Linked DNA regions of Mus musculus: region 2 is linked to region 1. The links are chromatin contacts, called in public HiChIP or PLAC-seq maps. All regions are on one chromosome and are shown on one strand. The core of a region is the stretch at or near the end of the contact, and the rest is flanking DNA. Distances in the headings are between cores, read along the strand shown. Region 1 holds the start of 8030443G20Rik (RIKEN cDNA 8030443G20 gene). Region 2 overlaps Osbpl9 (oxysterol binding protein-like 9).

Evidence for each region. HiChIP or PLAC-seq counts read pairs in DNA pulled down with a chosen protein or histone mark.
Region 2: a contact with region 1 is called in a CTCF HiChIP or PLAC-seq map of the NIH/3T3 cell line, with 8 read pairs. The contact joins the enhancer-like site here to the promoter of 8030443G20Rik in region 1. A contact is called at or near these places in 1 of 15 datasets of contacts at CTCF or cohesin (the NIH/3T3 cell line), 10 of 484 Hi-C or Micro-C datasets (the Ba/F3 cell line, the C10 cell line, the G1E-ER4 cell line and 2 more), 4 of 115 datasets of contacts at active chromatin or transcription factors (all in embryonic stem cells) and 2 of 9 other capture datasets (embryonic stem cells and liver).

Annotation. Positions count from the first base shown.
Region 1 is chr4:108,970,390-108,973,801 of GRCm38.p6, forward strand. 8030443G20Rik (RIKEN cDNA 8030443G20 gene) reads right to left here and starts at 1,688. Exons shown (of 6, transcript NR_040664.1): 1 at 1,590-1,688.
Region 2 is chr4:109,146,248-109,149,659 of GRCm38.p6, forward strand. All of the region lies in intron 3 of Osbpl9 (oxysterol binding protein-like 9), which reads right to left. All of the region lies in intron 1 of Gm52703 (a long non-coding RNA gene), which reads left to right. Among named protein-coding and RNA genes, the nearest start is that of Gm52703, 15 kb to the left of the region's middle. Within about 2 kb of position 1,599, at least 85 of the 459 cell types and tissues checked have an H3K27ac peak or open chromatin away from gene starts, as enhancers often do. A contact at or near this core is called in the NIH/3T3 cell line, liver and muscle stem cells, where this site is marked.

The sequences.
Region 1 (3,412 bases), core at 438-2,937:
TGTGAAATGAGCCAAGTCAAGCCAGATTAGGTTATATTAAAAGCAGGTTTATTGGGAAGCTGCTCTTCAGCAAGCCAGTTCACTGGCCCCAAGGACCGAGGGCAGGAAGTCACCAGGGGGGAAGGGGTATGGGGAAGGGGAGGGAGAAAGAGAGAAAAGGGCATATGTTCTGAGAGAGAAGAGAAATAGAAAAGAGGAGAGGAAGGGAGGGAGGGAGGAAGGGGGATAGTGAGAAAGAGAAAGGAGAGAGAGCAGAACGAAAATGTCTGGATTATATAGAGAAGAGTCTCTGGGGCAAGGGCAGCCCAGCCTCTGGGCTGGAAAGTTCAGGGTTTGGGGCAGGATATGCCAGGTTGAGGGATGTTGGGAGAACCTGGAGGCCAGGTCTGCTTTGATATGTAAGATGCACACCCCGGTTCCTTTTCACAGGGTCCAAAACCAAACACCTAAAATGTCTGACACCCTGGGTTTGGACTTCAGCACTCTATAAGCTAGGCCAGCCTCAGCTATTTAGGGAGTTTGAGGCAGGCCTGGGATACACGGGACCCTGTTCCAAAAAAGAAAAAAAGTTCAACCTCATTCCAGAATGGGTGGCTAGCGTTCAGTAATCTATTGAATATGTGGTTATGATGGGCTCAGTTTCTAGTGCCAAAATTGTTTCTGCCTGTTCTCATAAGAACATGGTCGTGAAGGATTGGAGCCTCATCCTTGTGACCTTGTTTGCCTTGATTGCGTTCTCAAAGATCCTACCTCCCACGATAGTCATCTGGGGTTAGGATATGAACACATGAATTTGTTGGGTGGCACAGCTCAGTCCATCACAGGGTCACACATTCCTTGGTTCTTATTGCCTCAGACTTAATGAGTCATCACAATGGAACCGGTAAACAAGCCCCAGGTCTTGGTCAGCAAGAAAATAAAGACTGTGTCAGCTGGCTGAGAGTCAATAATACACAAGCTGAGTAGTCTAGTGAAAAACTCTTTGACAGGCTTCTCAGAGTACTAAAATATGTGGTCCCTTTCAAGGAACCACACGAAACAATTAAAACTGTTCATCAAACATTGTTTTGACTATTCCATGTTTTACCCATTTGTTAACAGAAATTCAAGGGCAACTGTCACTGTGAGTGCTTCTACTAACTTGACACTAATCAGAGTCACCTGGGAAAATGGAACCCCAACTGAAATATTATACCCATCAGATTAGCCTGTCAGCCAGTCTATCGGGTATTTTCTTGATGAATTATTGGTTTGGGAGGGTCTAGCCCTCTGTGAGTGGGCAGATGATCCTGTGTTGTATAAAAATATACTGCAGACTGAGCAAGGCAGGGAAGCAAGCAGGGACTGCAGGGAGCGGTCTTCCTCCATGGTCTCTGCTTCCGTTCACGTTATCAGGTTCCTGCTTTGGCTTTCCTTGATGCCCTGTAAACATATATTTAGTTTAACTGTTTCCTTGTGTGCATTTCCTTGTAAACAGTCAAGCTAAATAAACCCACTTCTCCCCTTTCCTCACAACAGAAACCAAAGGAAAACACAGCGATAGCAAAATATTATGGTTCAAAGGAATGTTAAAGTTAATACAAGTGTACCTGGGAACAGTCGGGGCGAGAAATAAAGGGCTTGCAGCGGGCATGAGACAGCCAAGCTGACCAGATAAGAGGATTGTTCCACCTGTCTTGGAAGGCTCTAACTGGCTCCCAAGACAGCGTCCCCCACCCTGCAGCCCAAGTGCATATTTAAGGCATCACAGTCCTTGCGTGTATGATTGTATCTATTATAGCTAATCACAGCTAAATTGCAAGGACAGCTTCCAAGAAAGCTTCCACCCATGCCAGGAAGGACACTGTTCCTGTCTAAATAGGTGGGGGTAAAGGAAGATAGGAGGTAACCAAGGCAAACTGTAATTACATCCTGCTGACACATCTGCTAACAGAAATGTCCCTTTGTTGTTACATATCCTTGAAGATCGTTAGGTTCTTCTCACAGAAGCCAAGACACCACGAGTACTCTATCGGTGGGTCTGAATCCTCAAAAGACCTAAGTTCATTATTCTATCACTTTCGTTATGGTTTTGACAGCCACACCCCCTTGGTAGGAATCATGGTGGAAAATACCTAAAAGGAAAAACTGGTCCACCACAATTTGGGACAGAATAAGCATCACCTACCTACCACATGAATATGCTACCCACCTCATAAATATTTATATAATCACTTTAAAATCCACAATGCAGTAGCCACCCTGATGCTTCTCTCTGTGGGGCAGCCCACTTCAGGCCTCTTCGTGCTTGGTTTGCCTAGCATTACAGACTAAGCTTATGCTTCTCTCCTAAACAGATATCTGCTACTGTGCTGAATAAGTCTCTGTTCAAACTGTGTTTCTTGACTGAATGAAGCCCTTCAAGAAGAGAAGAATTGCCAGGCAGTGGTGGCGCACGCCTTTAATCCTAGCACTCGGGAGGCAGAGGCAGGTCGATTTCTAAGTTCGAGGCCAGCCTGGTCTACAAAGTGAGTTCCAGGACAGCCAGGGCTATACAGAGAAACCCTGTCTCAAAAAAAACAAAAACAAAACAAAACAAAAAAGAGAGAGAGAGATTGAGAGAGAGAAGAATTGGAAACACACCTCCCTCCCTCAACACCCCAAATAAGACCCCTGTCACTGCTATACATTTATAGTGCCCAAACCACATAAAGTCTCAGTGTCACAAACACCAGACGCTCACAACCGTAGCATCAGGAATCAGAATCAGGACATTAGTGACCTCAGCCCTCGGGGTTACTAAGATGACATCAGCTTGTTAAAGACCCTGTTTTTCATGAACATCATTCCTTTTGGGAAGCAGTGCTGAGAGAACTGCTTTCCTCAGAGCCCAAGGAAGAGATATCACTTCAAAAGCTAAGAGAATTTCTAAAGAGATGCTTGTGAACATAGACTTGAGCTTAAGCGTTGGTGGATGGGAAGAAGTGAATAGGGAGAATAAGAAGCATTTCAGGCTGAGGTGACAAGCAGGCTGAGAGTGAGGATCGGAATGCTAATCTGGGGCATTGATCCCGGAGGGAACTTCTGAATGGTTTAGACAATGACCCAGATCAGATGATGAGCACAGGAAATTGGGCTGTTGGACCAGTTCTAGGGAAATAGGGAAAGGCCCCTTCCTTCCCAAAAGCAAAGACAGGATTGCAATGTCAAGTAATCATTGACATTCCTCAGAACATGGCCTTCCAAAGCTACATTTATGGTAAACTATCTTCCCAATAGTTTCTTATGCCTTCTAAAGCTGAAGACCTATTCCTTGGCTTGTGTTGGGTAAATGTGAGCACTAGACAACCTCTCACACACTTTAAAAAAAAGATCTAATGAGTGCGAGGTACTGTCCACATTCTCAGCACTATGGAGATATAACACTTGCCAA
Region 2 (3,412 bases), core at 349-2,848, 180 kb after region 1:
ATCCAAACTCAGGTCCTCGAGCTTGGGTGGCAGTGCTTTATCCACTGAGCCATCTCTCTAGCCCTAGAAGCTAATGGTACAATACCTGCGTGCAATCCCAGCACTCTGGAAGCTTAGGTGGGAGGATTTGAATTCAAAACCAGCTTGGGATACATAACAAATATCAAGTAAGCCAAAGCCATATTTCAGGACTTGTCTTTAAGAAAATAATAAAAGTTTTACTGAATTTATGAGTAAGAAGTATTCAAATACATGTTATTATGGGAAAAAATGAGAATTTCTCTTTAATGCATTTTGGGATGAGAGGGAAGAGTGGGGCAAAAGAAGGTGATTTTAAGGGGCCAAACCAAGTCTCAGCTCACAAGGAGACATACAGAAGGTCAAAAGGAAAGGAAGATATAATCACTTTACTTGGATTAATAAAGAAAAAAAGGGGAGGAGAAATCAATGCCTATTTAAAAACAAAAAAAGCTGGGCGTGATGGCGCACACCTTTAATCCCAGCACTCAGAAGGCAGAGGCAGGTGGATTTCTGAGTTCGAGGCCAGCCTGGTCTACAGAGTGAGTTCCAGGACAGCCAGGGTTACACAGAAAAACCCTGTCTCTCAAAAAAAAAAAAAAAAAAAAAATTCAGGAAGGAGCTAGGTGTGGCAGCTCATGCCTGAATGACCAGCACTTGGAGAGCTGAGTCAGGGGGATCACCCCTCAGTTCAAAGCCAGTTTGGTCTAGATAGAGTTCCAGGTCCAGACTGCAGGGTGAGACAAGCCAATAAAAATGAAATAATAAGTAAAATTTATGAAAAAGACTAAAACAAAGCAAGTGACACGTGAAAAATGAATCAGCTACTAATTCTTTTGTTTGCTTTTGAAATAAACAAGATCAATTAGATAAGACCTAACAAAGTAACAGAAGCCTACAAGAAATTATAATAATGAATGTATGCTACTTTATAAAATGCTTATACTTTAATAAAATGCTTAGAAAAAACGACATTCTTTAGCTCCTGGGGGGGGGAGCTTTTGTACTTAAAGAGAAGTGTGCGCATGTTCCTGTGGAGTGGAGAAGCGGGAAGGCATTTCTGAATTATCAAGAACAACATTCCATCTGAAGGTTTCATTCTGGCTCCAGTTTCTCCAAGGAATTCTGCTCAGGGCAAACAGCAGCAAGCCACTTCCTCTCTCTTCTATATTTAGCTCTAAGCTGCTAATACAATATCTTTGCCTTTCCTTCAGAAAGGATACACTTCTAGATCAAGACTGTAGTTACAACCCTGCACGTCCCACAAGCTTCAGCCCCATCCTCTAGAAGACAATCTAGACACAGCTATCGAATGTCATCGATTCAGCACTCACGACAAACACAATTTATGTTTATGCAGATCACTGTGCACCATCACCATTTCAGGCACCACTTCAGTTTTCCTAGGAAAACCAAGTTTCTGAACAGAACAAATAACTAGGAAGATGTGTTGGGCTTTTTCCCCTCGAACACTTTGAACTGCTCCCTCTGCTGGCGTAAGAAGAGAACTGTGCAGCATGACCAGAACTGAAAGAAGATGGAGCACAGGTCAATGTCTGACTCCCTGGTCATTAACTCCATTCAGGGAACATCCCCATGCGTCCTGTGGCTAGGCTTCCAAGCCTCCCTAATAGTTGGTGACAGAACTGAGCATGCCTTGTGATGTGACTCACTACCATGTGACCAATGTCCCAGTTAACCTTGCCTCAGTGGGCCCAGGCAGTGTCGACCTCTGCTTGGATATACACTGAGCACAGAAGAACCCTGCGACACCTACTCCCATGAAACACTAATACTGCAATGGGAGAAAGTGACGTGGATACAAAGGGGCTCCGGTATGATAAAATATAAGTCAGAGTGACTGACCCAGAATCACAAGAAAGTAAGGTGGAAACAAACAGTACTGTATAATGAGAATTGTCAATATAAATCTTGGCCCTGTTACTTCCTGCATGTGTGACCAAAAATACAAATTAATACAAGCCTCAAGCCCACCCCTGGATGGTGAGGATAAAAATATCTACCTCACTAGGGTGGGTTCGATCCCTGTGAAGGACCAGCATAACATTAAACTGGCCCTTAGCGGCCAGGCAGTGGTGGGCCACACCTTTGATCCCAGCACTCTGGAGGCAGAGGTAGGTGGATCTCTGAGTTCAAATCCAGTCAGAGTGAGTTCCAGGACAACCAAGGCTACACAGATAAACCCAGTCTCCAGAAATCAAAAACCAAACCAGAATAAAACAAAACTGGATGAAGTAAATTGAACCCTAGAGTTTTCTACATATGTCTAACGGCTTGTAGAAACGTTCCTTTCATTATGAATCTTTACTCTCTCTCTCCACCAGCACACACCAAGCAATGTGCCCCAAACTGAAAAGATTGCCTACTAAGTAAGATCCACAGGTCTCCTCCCAAGGTTATATAATATATAAGCAGCACTTGCTTGAGACAGAAGACTGATGACTGCCTGCAGGGAGCTCTAGCAACTGAAGCTTCCAAGAGTCACCGCCCATGCTGAGATGTGGCTTTCCATGACACATTTCCCTTCAGTTGTCTGTGTTCCCGAAGTAACCCAAATAAACCCCCATTCCCACTTACCGCTCTGCTATGCCCTCTACCGCATGGTACACTAATTATGCCTTGGAAACCATGAGCTGAATGGGATTTCTCACCTTTAAGTTGTTTCCATCAGGTATCTTGTCATGGCTACATAAAAGTTACCTAGTAGCCACAGGAAAAGTTGTTCTTAAACATACACAGGACTGAAGGGTCAAGGAAATGGCATTGTTCTTCCCTTCAGGAAGAAGGACTGGAGTGATAATTAGCGTCATCTTTTCAATACTCTCCTTAGATTGTTACATTGAAAATTTATTTTAGTGAGTAAGAAAAATGAATTGTGGAATAAAATGTAAATTACTAACAAAAATAAAAATGGATTAGAGAGGTAGGTCTAACTGGCTACTCACTATACTGGAGTTCATAATTAAACTTGGGAAGATTATAATTTCAAATATCTAGGGAGGATTGAAAGTAGAAAACAAATTAAGAAGAACATAGGTACACTAGCGAGATCTAATCCTCCCACAGCAATATAACCAACTCCCAACACACGAGTCCAGCTCTATCAACCCACACAAATATCCCGAGTACCACTGAAATTAAACCAGCTAATTACAGAATTAATTAGAGCTGATTCACTTCCTTTACATGAAATGTGTGACTTTTTGTACTGGAAACATTACCACATAAAAATCAGAAACATAACATAACAGAGGAAACATCTTAAGTCAACCCAAGACAGTGACATCTGTTCGCTGGTGATAATGCTGAGCTAACATTGCTCTCAAAGTAGAAGACAGTCAAACCTATAACCATGCTTTAGCCTAATGACTTA